Regions from separate parts of the Sus scrofa genome. Here region 1 is linked to region 2. A link is a contact called in public HiChIP or PLAC-seq data. All regions are on one chromosome and are shown on one strand. The core of a region is the stretch at or near the end of the contact, and the rest is flanking DNA. Distances in the headings are between cores, read along the strand shown.

The links. HiChIP or PLAC-seq counts read pairs in DNA pulled down with a chosen protein or histone mark.
Region 1: a contact with region 2 is called in an H3K27ac HiChIP or PLAC-seq map of alveolar macrophages. The contact joins the promoter of C5H12orf4 here to the promoter of NDUFA9 in region 2. A contact is called at or near these places in 1 of 5 promoter capture datasets (liver), 5 of 47 Hi-C or Micro-C datasets (epiblast stem cells, heart right ventricle, liver and 1 more) and 1 of 2 datasets of contacts at active chromatin or transcription factors (alveolar macrophages).

Annotation. Positions count from the first base shown.
Region 1 is chr5:65,895,056-65,901,354 of Sscrofa11.1, forward strand. It overlaps C5H12orf4 (chromosome 5 open reading frame, human C12orf4), which reads left to right and starts at 2,470. Exons shown (of 14, transcript NM_001243413.1): 1 at 2,470-2,535; 2 at 6,015-6,209. The coding sequence starts at 6,032. RAD51AP1 (RAD51-associated protein 1) reads right to left here and starts at 2,155. Exons shown (of 9, transcript XM_001926380.4): 1 at 1,985-2,155. The coding sequence starts at 2,001.
Region 2 is chr5:65,784,571-65,791,408 of Sscrofa11.1, forward strand. It overlaps NDUFA9 (NADH dehydrogenase [ubiquinone] 1 alpha subcomplex subunit 9, mitochondrial), which reads right to left and starts at 4,133. Exons shown (of 11, transcript XM_003126560.5): 1 at 3,998-4,133. The coding sequence starts at 4,046. It also overlaps a transcript of AKAP3 not described here.

The sequences.
Region 1 (6,299 bases), core at 1,220-3,719, 110 kb after region 2:
ACTAGGAACCATGAGGTTGAGGGTTCGGTCCCTGCCCTTGCTCAGTGGGTTAACGACCCGGCGTTGCCGTGAGCTGTGGTGTAGGTCGCAGACGTGGCTCGGATCCCGCGTTGCTGTGGCTCTGGCGTAGGCCGGCGGCTACAGCTCCGATTCGACCCCTAGCCTGGGAATCTCTATATGCCGCAGGAGCAGCCCAAGAAATGGCAAAAAGACACACACACACAATAAAGTCTACAAATAATAAATGCTGAAGAGGGTCTGGAGAAAAGGGAACCTTCCTACACTCTTGGTGGGAATGCAAATTGTAAGTTGGTGCAGCCATTATGGAAAATAGCATGGAGGTTCCTCACAAAACTAAATACAGAACTACTGTATGATCCTACAACCCTAGTCCTGGGCCTATCTTTGGAAAAAAACTAATTCTAAAAGATACATGCATCCCAATATTCATAACAGCACTATTTACAATAGCCAAGACATGGAAGCAACCTAAATGTCCATCAACAAATGATTGAAGGAGTTCCCGTAGTGGCACAGTGGTTAACAAATACGACTAGGAACCATGAGGTTGCGGGTTCGGTCCCTGCCCTTGCTCAGTGGGTTAATGATCTGGCGTTGCCGTGAGCTGTGGTGCAGGTTGCAGACGCGGCTCGGATCCTGCGTTGCTGTGGCTCTGGCGTAGGCTGGTGGCTACAGCTCCGATTGGACCCCTAGCCTGGGAACCTCCATATGCCACGGGAGCGGCCCAAGAAATAGCAACAACAACAACAACAACAAAAAAGACAAAAAGACAAAAAAACAAAAAACAAAAAAAAAACAAATGATTGAAGAAGATGTGGTATATACACACAATGGAATAGTACTCAGCCATAAAAAATATGAAATGTTATTTTCAGCAACATGGATGGACCTGGAGATTGTCATATTGAATGAAGCAGATCAGAAAGAGAAAGACATATTTGTCCTATCACTTATATGTGAAATCTAAAATATGACACAAATGAATGTATTTACAAGACAGAAGCAGACTCAGACATAGAAAACAAGTTTATTGTTACCAAAGGGGAAAGGAGGTGGGGAAGAGATAAATAAGGAGTTAGGGATTAACAGATGCAAACTATTATATATAGAATGGATAAACAACAAGGTCCTACTGCACAGGGAACTATATTCAACATTCCATAATAAACTATAGTAAAGAACATAAAAACAAATATATGAGATACATATCATATACATATATATAACTGAATCATTTTGCTGTACATCAGAAACAAAACATTATAAATTAGCCACATTTCAACAGAATTTTAACTAATTGAAGTAGGGCTTTCTTCCTTCTCACTCTGTCTCACGTTGTGATGTTTATTTTCAGTCCCCTAAACTCATCCCTTGACTAGAATGCAACCTCCAGCACCTAGCACAGTACAGAAGTAAATACATCCAAAACTACTAAATGAATAGCCGACCCTAAGTCGCCATGGCACTCGACTGTGGTTAAGGAGAGGAACAGTTTCAAAGAGTACATTTAATGGAAAACGCAGAGGAGCCGGCGCCAACTGACTTACTAGCTCTGTGACTCAGGTAACCTGGCTTTTATGCCTAGCGTAAAAATGATAAAATGGGGAGACCTAAACTTTCTATATCAAAGAAGTATAGAGATGAATAAATGAAGTAACACATAAGCAGGAGCTCGGTGAAACGCAGAGCAATGTAAGCAGGTCTTATTTGAACGAGATGGATAAAAGAAAGGGCAGTAACTGCCGAGGGAGGCAAGAGACGGAAACAGCCAGGATGATAGGGCCCTTCAGAGGAGTGGGAGGCTCTCACTGGGGGCTGGCGCGTCTCCCAGTGACTGTCCACCCCGCCCCGCCATCGCTATCCTGGTCCTCTGGCCTACTCCTCCATCCTGTGCAGCAGACGCGGCCTGCAGCGACCTCCCGCCCTTCCACCCCATCCCGCCCGGATACCACGAACTACTCACCTCGCAGGCCGCACCATGGTCTCCTCCAAGGTAGGAAATATGCACTTCTTAGACTCCTGCTGGCATCTGCCGCTGCAGTTCCAATTCCCGCCTAAAACCAAATCCACAGCGCTCCGCCCGGCCGTCAGCCCTCCAATCCTCACCGGCCATCCCGGTTGCCGCGCATGCGCTCTGAAAAGCGCGCGTTAGTTCACGCCCTCCCGAGGCACCGCCTTTCCGCATCCGGTTCACCAGAGTCGAGTTCTTGTTTCGCCACTGCACTTTCGTCACAACAGTGGCTTCAGCGTCGTCCCTCAAGTGTAAAATAACAGTAGAAATACACCTTCCTACACTTTTTAAATTATTACATTAAGGGCAGTATGGAACGACAGGACATATAGAGCCATAAATTTTCCATGGGATGCCAGGAAAGAGGAAAAGATTAAACGAATCTGCTGAAACGGATCTTCCAGCTGTGAAAAATCAGGCTGTAGTCAGCTGACCAATTCTGCGCCAAGGCTCATTGACAGCGAGAAGTGAGAGGACCGCTGGGGCCTGTAGGACTGGGAGAGGTGAGCCCGCGGCGGGAGCGAGGAAGGCACTTAAAACCGAAACCCTTTAACAGGGGGGCTGTTCCCCTCCCTCGGCTGGGGCTTCTCGCCGAGACAGTCTGCCCTCCCTTTCCTGGCTTATTTAAACCTCAGAACCTCCACTCAATTGGCGGAGTGAGTTTGGTCCGGCCCTTCTCACATTTGATTTCAGCTCTGTTAATAATAACAAATCGGGGAGAGGGAACTAAAGTATTAATTTGTTGAAACATAGTAAGCCTAAAGGTTGCACCAGTTGAAACCATAATTAATGGTTTTTGTTTACTGAAAATATTGACCCTAAACAAGATTAGACTATAAACCCGTTATTTCCGTAGTCTTCAATTCCGTGCAAGATGTTCCTTTGCCTGCATCATGTGTATTCAGTTAGCAGCTCGGGTTTTTTCTCTGATATATTCTTACAGCTTCTTTCTATTATTATTTATTACTTTTACTAGCTTCTAGTTATTTGTCATCTTATGTTTGTCAGATGCTTCGTATTTATTATTTGGTTAAGCCTAATGACGGTCCTACAAGTTAAAAGGCTTTCTGGGGCCTATCCATGCTGAGACGTGGCATGGGAAAAAGAGCAGTAAGAGTGCCCTAGGCATAGGAAAAGCGTTCTGAAAGGTAGGGAGTGGCAAGAGAGGTTCGGTATTGAAAAATTTTCAGTATAGGTTGAAAAGTAAAGTCTGAATTTGTGTTGCGAAGAGGAGGTGCAGGTGCTGAAAGAAGAGTCTGGAGTATAAGCAGAGGCAGAGTAAACTACGTTAAGGAGTTTGAATTGTATCCTAACAGCAATGGAGAGTCATAGACGGATTTAAAGCAGATGAGCAACATGTTCTGGTAGGCATTTTTAAAAGATTACTATATAAATTGTCTTTTTGTTTTCTTTTTGGTTTCCTTTGCTGTGCAAAAGCTTGTCAGTTTGATTAGGTCCCATTGGTTTATTTTATTTATTTATTTTGTCTTTTTGCCATTTCTTGGGCCGCTCCTGCAACATATGAAGGTTCCCAGGCTAGGGGCCTACGCCAGAGCCACAGCAGCACAGGATCCGAAACGCGTTTGCGACCTACACCACAGCTCACGGCAACGCCAGATTGTTAACCCACTGAGCAAGGGCAGGGATCGAACCTGCAACCTCATGGTTCCCAGTCAGATTCGTTAACCACTGCGCCACCACGGGAACTCCCCCATTGGTTTATTTTTGCTTTTATTTCTGTTGCTTTGGGAAACTAACCTGAGAAAATATTCATAAGGTTGATGTCAGAGAATGTTTTGCCTATGTTATCTTCCAGGAGTTTGATGGTGTCTTGTCTTATATTTAAGTCTTTCAGCCATTTTGAGTTTATTTTTGTGCAAGCCGTGAGGGTGTGTTCTAGTTTCATTGCTTTACATGCAGCTGTCCAGGTTTCCCAGCAATGCTTGCTGAATAGACTGTCTTTTTCCCATTTAATGTTCTTGCCTCCTTTGTCAAAGATTAACTGACCATAGGTGTCTGGGTTTCTTTCTGGGTTCTCTATTCTGTTCCACTGGTTTGTATGTCTGTTTTGATACCAGTACCACACTGCCTTGATGACTGTGGCTTTGTAATGTTGCCTGAAGTTTGGGAGATTTATGCTTCCTGCTTGGTTTTTGTTCCTCAGAATTGCTTTGGTGATTCTGGGTCTTTTGTGGTTCCATATAAATTTTGGGATTGTTTGTTCTAGTTCTGTGAAGTAAGTCAGAAAGAGAAAGACAAGTACTGTATGATATCACTTATATATGTAATCTAATATACGGCACAAATGAACCTTTCCACAGAAAAGAAAATCATGGACTTGGAGAATAGACTTGTGGTTGCCAGGAGGTTGGGGGGAGGGAGCGGGGTGGATTGGGAGTTTAGGGTTAATAGATGCAAGCTATTACCTTTGGAATGGATTAGCAATGAGATCCCGCTCTGTAGCGCTGGGAACTATGTCTAGTCACTTATCATGGAGCATGATAATGTGAGAAAATAGAATGTGTACATGTGTGTGTAACTGGGTCACCATGCTGTACAGTAGGAAAAAATTGTATTGGGGAAATAATTAAAAAATAAAATTATATTATGAACACACACAGATTTCTATGACTACAGTGTAGAGAATAGCGTTAGAACTGATTTGATGCGGGAAATGATTAGAGACAAGAGTCCAGTTAGGAAATTAATATATAAATCTTCAATTGATGTATTCTCTTTGACCAAATTTCCTTCTTTCCAAATAGTTTTCCAGTTTGCCTTGTGGGCTGCCCTGTTTCTGTGTATCTTCTTCCCATAGGGAAATCTTTCCAGCACCATCTCCCTTCCCTCCACTCTCAATAAGATCTCCTACCCACAGCATCTAAGATCTTCAAGATAACTTGTTGGTCCTCAGTCTGTTTCGTTGACTTGGCATTTACCAACTATTGCACGAACTATATCCGGCCACCATGCGTCTCTTCCTAAGAGTCCTCTACTCTTTCCATGTTCCTTACCTATTCTTGAGAACTCTGCCTGGGAAAGCTGAGTACTTTATGGGCATAATTTTTTCCTAAATTAAGTTTATTTATTTTTGACTGCACCCTCAGCATGTGGAACTTTCTAGGCCAGGAGTGGTGACCCAAGACGCTGCAGTGACAATGCTGGATCCTTTGCCACAAAAGACTCCTTAAATAGAGTTTAAAAGAAACTTCATTAAAAAAAAAAAGAAGAGGGAGTTCCCGTCGTGGCGCAGTGGTTAACGAATCTGACTAGGAACCATGAGGTTGCAGGGTCGATCCCTGCCCTTGCTCAGTGGGTTAACGATCCGGCGTTGCCGTGAGCTGTGGTGTAGGTCACAGACGCAGGTCGGATCCCGCGTTGCTGTGGCTCTGGTGTAGGCTGGCAGCTACAGCTCCGATTCGACCCCTAGCCTGGGAACCTCCATATGCCATGGGAGCGGCCCAAGAAATGGCAAAAAGACAAAAAAAAAAAAAAAAAAAAAAAAAAGAAGAGGAGTTCCCGTCTGGCACAGTGGTTAACGAATCCAACTAGGAACCATGAGGTTGCGGGTTCGATCCCTGCCCTGATCCCTGCCCTTGCTCAGTGGGTTGGGGATCTGGCGTTGCCGTGAGCTGTGGTGTAGGTTGCAGACGCGGCTCGGATCCCGCGTTGCTGTGGCTCTGGCATAGGCCAGTGGCTACAGCTCCGATTCGACCCCTAGCCTGGGAACCTCCATATGCCGCAGGAGCGGCCCAAGAAATGGCAAAAAGACACAAAAAAAAAAAAAAAGAAGAAGAAGAAGCACTTTGTTTTTTTCACAAAGGTGAAAATGCAGGGATAAACTAGAATAATTGCCTCAGAGTCACACAAACGAAGTTTCTGAGTGGGGGAACATTTTCTTAGAATTGATAGAGCAACAGTGAAACATTGTGGGTTTTTTGGTGGCCTTATAACCTACTGAGTTTTTTGGTTAGTTCTATAGAAGTCCTGAAAAAGAAGATGAAGAAAAACAGAGAAAGATTCTGCAACAGAGAGAGGGAATTTGTGTATAAATTCAGAGTGGGAAGTCAGGGCTTTGAACTGAGGGTACCCCTCAGATTTCCTGTTCAAGAGAATGCCGGTCATTTACATGGACGTTTGATGCTGCTGCACAACTTACCGTGCTTTATAGAAAAAGGTGAGGATTGATTTTTTTTTTAAATATCACTTTATTATTTTCCTATGGAGTTGGTTATTAGAAGTTTCATATTAGAACGCATAAACCTAA
Region 2 (6,838 bases), core at 2,883-5,382:
CTGTTCCCATCTGATTCCTTTGAGTTCAAGGTAAGAATGAGACAGAAGCACATGTTAGACGTTTTAGGAGACTGGTAATGCTGAATAATCAGAGAAAGAGAAAGCAGATTTCCTAGAAAAATGTGCTGAAAATCTGCTTGAGACTTGTATTCATGAATTTAAAATAAGGACAGTCAGTTGGTGTGGAGAATTCCTCAGTTTGGCTCTCCACTGTGCAGGGGCAGGCAGGAAATATGTGCAAAGCTTGGTTTATTCAGCATTGATTTTTTTCTTATGACAAAGGGATAAGGGCTGGGGAGTTGAGAATGTATGAAAGGGAAAGATGAGAAAGATGAGTAAGGAAGTCAGGGCATAGGATAAAGGACAAAGCAAATAAAATGAGAAGAATTACTGGAGTCAAAGTAAGAACACCTTTAAGGACTAATACCAGGGTTAGAGGAAATGTGTGGGAAGCATTTAGCATGTCACCCCGTATGCATTTAGCACTCTGTGAGTAACAGCTGCTTTCATTTGTTATAACCTGAAATTCCTCAGAAGGTAGGTAATGGCACACTAATCTCATGTGGTTATTTGTTTTTTTCAATCACTATTCTAGAAATTGTGACTGGCACAGTACAAAAGACAGAGTCCCTGGCCTCATGGAGCTTACATTTTAGGGGCTGATATGAAAATTAATGATAAATGGGGAAGTTCCCGTTGTGGCTCAGTGGAAATGAATTCGACTAGTATCCATGAGGATGTGGGTTTAATCCCTGGCCTTGCCATGAGCTGTGGTGTAGGCTGCAGATGTGGCTCAGATCCTGCATTGCTGTGGCTCTGGCACAGGCCAGCAGCTGTAGCTCTGATTCGATCCCTAGCCTGGGAACTTCCATATGCCACAGATGCAGCCCTAAAAAGCAAATAATAACAATAACAATAATAATAATAATAAAGGGGTAAGTATGTCATGGTGCCCTGCACATTGTAGGTCCTCAATAAATATGTTAACTACCTTCTTTGGCTCCAGCCTCTCCATTTTCTTCCCTTTATTATGAACACCATTAGAAATATTCTTTATTCATTTTATTTCTCTGCTCAAAAACCTACTTTGGTTTCCTACTATAATATCTAAACCAGTAGTCTCCAAATATATTTGCTTGCACACTGCTTTTAAGTATTTATGTGGAGTTCCTGTTGAGGCTCAGTGGAAACAAACCTGACTAGCATTGATGAAGATGCAGGTTTGATCCCTGGCCTTGCTCAGTGGGTTAAGGATCTGGCATGGCCGTGAGCTGTGGTGTAGCTCACAGATGTGGCTTGGATCTGGCGTTGCTGTGGCTCTGGCGTAGGCTGGCAGCTGTAGCTCTGACTCAACCCCTAGCCTGGAAACCTCCACATGTCCCAAGAGCGGCCATAAAAAAATAATAATAATAAAAAATAAAGTATTTATGTGTATATCACACATGTTGTATGTAGTACCAATACGTTATACACATTATGCAACACACATTAAAGCACTTAGAACAGTGTTTGGTATATAGTTTGAATGATGTGTTAGCTACTATTACCGTTAAAGAAAACTCTTTTTTTTCCCCTCTTTAAGTTCTGGTATTGCATTTTTTTTTTTTTTTTTTTTTTTTTTTTTTTTGGTCTTTTTGCCTTTCTCTAGGGCCACAAGCTCGGCATATGGAGGTTCCCAGGCTAGGGATCTAATCAGAGCTGTAGCTGCCGGCCTATGCCAGAGCAATGCGGGATGCGAGCCTCGTCTGCAACCTATACCACAGCTCACGGCAACGTTGGATCCTTAACCCACTGGACAAGGCCAGGGATCAAATCCCAAACCTCATGATTCCTAGTCAGATTCGTTAACCACTGAGCCACGATGGGAACTCCTGATATTTATTGTATTTTTATATACGGTCAGTTCCTCTTGCAAATCCCACTTGGAAGACCACTGGTCTAAACTCTGAGTGGTTTTCAAACGCCTCCATTATTTGATCTCATTTAACATATTCAACCTCCTTTCCTACTATTCCAGACCTTTAGGCAGCCATATCGCTGCCTCCTACGTACTTCCTGCCTCCATTCTCATCCCCAAGTGCCAGGAAAACGTTCAGCCTCTAGGACTTTCCAGAAGATAGCAACGCTAAAAAAAATCAGTGGAACTGCTGCAATTCTCCACAGGTCTTCTGATTGTCCCTCTGTACTTGAAAGGATCTAACTTTCCCTTTTCCGATTTCCTATGGTAATTGATAGTCTCTCCACATTTCACTACATATGTTTCACACAGTTCTGTTCTGTAGTGTTCTGATTATGTTACACACAAGACTTGCCTCTTCAGAGTTTACTCCAAAGTTTACTTTACCAGAGACAATAAAGCAGAGGAGTAAAGAGCACAAGCTACAGTATCCATTAAAAAAAAAAAAAAAAAAAAAAAAACTTATGAAAACATCTAGAACTGTGATTAGCAGATGTAGGTCTTCGATAAATAGCAGTTAGCACCATTCACAACCTACATTATGTGATGTCAATGCAAGAGTTTAACAAGAACCAGCAAATGTCTTTGCAAAGAAGTCAGGACTACAAAACCGTCCCTTATAAAGGATGTGCACCAATCACCTTCCCAGGTGCACAGAGGAGCTCTGCCCAAGATGGAAAACAGCACAGAATTCTCCAGATATCCCTTTCACCTCAGCCTGAACATTAGAACTACCTGTGGAGCTTTTTAAAATTTAAGGTGCAGGAAGTCAGCCTCAAAAATTCTGATTCTATAGCTCCTCAATGAGCCCCCATTTATATTTGTTACAAAGCTTTGAGAATGATTCTGACATGCACCTGATTTTGAAAGCAAATGATACTCTATAATAAATAAAATACACCACAGAAAAATGCAATTTTTGGAGGTGGGGGGGCATGTTTGTGAAGGAGGGTGAAAGAAGGATGATGAAGTCTAACTGCATTTCCAATTTCTTTGCGTTTATAGCCTCTCTCTCTCTTTTCCTCCTTTTTAGGGCCACAACTGTAGCATATGGAAATTTCACAGCATATGGACATTTCCTGGCTAGCTGCAGCTGCCAGCCTATACCACCGCCACAGCAACTGCGGGATCCAAACCAAGTCTGCAACCTACACCACAGCTCACAGCAGTGTTGGATCCTTAACTCATAACCCACTGATCAGGGACAGGGATCGAACCCACTTCCTCATGGATACTAGTCGAGTTCCCTAAGTTTAGCCACAAGGGGAACTACTTTTTATAGCCTCTCTTAAAGAATGTAAGGATTAACTGTTTTCAATTTGAGAACCATAGCAGATTAAATCAGAATATTAGGAAAAATAAACTACACTTAGACAAATCCTAAAATATTCCTTTATATTCTTTTTCTGTTTCTTTCCCACCAATCTCCTGGTTTTTCTCTTTCCGTGCATCTCTTACACCCCCAGGCCCCAACGCCTCCACAAAGCACTCTGTACATCTGTAGAGATGCTTTTGAATTAGAAAAGTGCTTTTATAAATACTACTTCATTGAATCTCCTCAGAAATCCCCGACTTTATGGTGTTATCATCTTTAGGGTGATACGCAGAATCTGAAGTTGAGACCAAAGAGGGGATTGCACAAGATCATAAAGTCAATCCATGAAGAACCTTTTCTCCACTATCCCTTTTCCCGTCCTTTTCAGGTTCCTTCCCCGCGCCCCCAATACTTATTGCCCCAAGCCCTTACAACCCTATCAAAAATCTGAGTCTCTCGATCTTTTACACAAGACCCCCACTTGTTCTCCTTCCTTTCGCGTTCTTCACGTTCTCTCAGCGAAGAGCCTTCCCAAGGGCACAATTTAATATGTGAACCAGGGAGAGAGGAGAGGAAAGGAGAAACTGGACAGAGGTAGCTCCGGATCTAGAAAAGCCAGGGTGCCCAGAGAGTCAGCGCGACCGCTGCAGCAAGGCGCCGCTCCTAAAACTTTAGATCTGCCCCTCGGAATGCCTATGCGGGCCGCTGTTCCCTGTGACACTTACGTGACATTGGCACGGCCCGGACAACCCGGGGGTGAACGGCCGCCGCCATCTTCTCCCACAATCCACCCCGCCGGCTCTCAGCCGACTACGGATACTAAGCTGAGTCAAAAGTCATTTTTCTCGGCCGTCTGCGCAGGCGCCAATTGGGAACGGAAGGGGCGGGTCAGAGGTTGGAGAAGGGTAGGAGAGAGGCCCGGAGGAAAGTCGGAGGGCTAGCGAAAGGGGCTGGGACAACCGGAAGGAGACGGGGAAGAGAGGAAGTAGGAAGAGAAGAGTCCCGGTGTCGAAATCCCAGCTACAGAGCGGATTGTAAAGATAACTTCTTATTGTCAAGAAACCTGAAGTTCAGGGTGAACCAGTGACTGGCTGAGAGCCAAGATGGCAGCATCGCGCTGGAGGGGTTCACCTCCCCGGACTCTCAGGCCATTGTTTCCTGAGATTGTCGGATGCGGCGGCTCCAGTGAGGCAGGGATGGAGAAGGCGTGGCCCCTGCGCTCTGGAAGCTTCTTTAAGGAGAAAGCTAAGGCTAAGGGCAGGGACGCGGAGATAAAAAGTGAGGACAGGGACTGGATGTGAGAAAGGATGCGTTCGTCGAACTCGCCGAGCAGGTTCTGTCCTGGAAGCCTTTGCTTTTGCTGTTCCTGCTTCCTGGCGTGCTCACCAGCTCAAGTTTCTGCTTGTGGGAGACCTCGGAGACCGATGTCTTATGTCATTCCGTATGTCCTTTAATTAACTCTGGCTTATCAAAGCCCTTATCTCACCACCTGACGTGAATCCAGAGATTCTTAAACTTGGAGTACTCAGAGGTGGGCTTTGGGAAGTCCGTGAACCTCCTTAAATGTCATGTGAAATTTAGTGGTCAGATATACACCTGCACATTTTTCTAGGAAGAAACTAAAGACGGCTTTCTCTAGCGCAATGGTTTATAATTTTTCTTTAATTGTGGGTCCCTTTGAGACCCTGCATTGTTCCAGAAAGTATCTAGAGCTTGTGGAAACCCCAGAAAGATAAGATAAATACTCGCATTTTAAAATACTTCCTTCAGGGCAACCCTCAAGATCCCCTGAGTAGGAACAGCGACCTGCAGCCTGTCCTGAGACATCTATCTTGGGTTTATCAGAAAAACAAATTAGTTTGGGGGAATCTTTTTAGACTCGATCATTTCTTTAGTGTTTTGTTTTTTCAGGAAGAAGGAAGTGTACGTTGCTGGGGATGGACAGTACGCCTGCAGTGAGTAGAAGTGGCCTGTTACTAGACTTCTAAGATTGATTGTTCTCACTCTGCCCCACCCCCACCGTTTACTGAAGTGTCATCTACCAAAGTGAATTGGAAGAAGAAAAAAACTCTTGAAGAAATTGTATCAGAGAGTTTTACTAATGTTGCACTTTCCTATTTTTTGGCCTCATCTTTTGTTCACTGAGTGCTCACATTTTGCTAATATTTGATTCTGGAGTCAACGTAAATAAAAACTCACTTTCCTGGTTATGATAAATTGACAAATCCCATTATCATCGGCAACTTTTTTTTTTTCTCCTTTGGCTGCACCCATGGCACGTGTAAGTTCCCATGCCAGGGATTGAACCTATGTTGGATCCTTAATCCAGTGCGCCACAAGGGAACTTCCATCAGCAGCATTCTAAAACCTGTATAATATTGCCAGTTATGTTAGGTTTTATCTTCAAGTCAGACAGCACCTCCTGTTAATATTAGTTTCAAGGTGGCATGATAGCATTGAAAGAGGTACTCAGAATGTTTGATCCCAGTCCTAGTCTACCAGGTATTAGTTGTGAGCTGGGTAAGGATCAGATGACATGAATGTGAAGGCGCTTTGTCAGCTGCGAAGTGTTGTACGTGTGTTCATGCAGTTATATTCACATACCACTGAATTATCAAAATCACAAGATGTTAGGACTAAAAGGGACCTTAAGAGATCAATAAACCCAGCTTCTTTATTTTAAACATGAAGAAACTGAAATGGAATATAAAAAACCATTTGAAGGATGCTTATAATAAACTAGTCACATTTGAATTCATTAGTGATTTTAATCTTTGTCTCATAACCTTGTTCAGAGAGTCATTAAGAGTACCTAAGGTGACAATGCAAAGAGATTGCATTACTAGTAAATTCTCAAGCCTAGAATTTGCCAACCCAATGCCTCTGGGTCTCCGCTCCATTTCCCAGTACTGTTCCTTAGGTCGAGAATTGCAAAGCATGGATTAGGGCTACTCTGAGATTTATTATAACACAGAGATGGTCAGTTTAAGTAAAACATCTCAAAATTTGTATTTTTATGAAAGGTAAGATGCCTAAATTAGAAAGAGTCCAGGCTGGATCACCCAAAATGGGCGATCCCTTGAGCTTTGCATAAAAAACTTAGTAGACTCAGTTCTTGGATTTCTTACTCTCTGCACCCATCTGGTTTTGTTAACACATAATACTTTGTTGTTTTAAGAGGACTCCATTGACGTAATTTCCCCCTCCCATATTCCCTACCAAAATTAGACATCCAAATGGGAAAATTAATCCAGAGAATGCAAGCCCAGTCCTTCCATACTGAGCATCAGAGGTTTGGAGTGTATCATCACTCCTCCCCTTGTCCTTTGAGCCTCCCCACTGTTGCTATAGAGACAGTGATATCACCGGTTGTGATTCTGATGTCACTCTCCAGTCCCAACAAGGGGGAGGTGCATGGAAGGCTGGGGGAGGAAACAAGATCTTGAGCTGAGCACAAACATCCCAGCATCTTCATTGACTTGAAAAGTATATTCTGGAATCTTCTGTGGTTCACGATTCCAGTGCTACGGAGGTAGGAAATCCCACTGGACTGATGAGACAGCCCA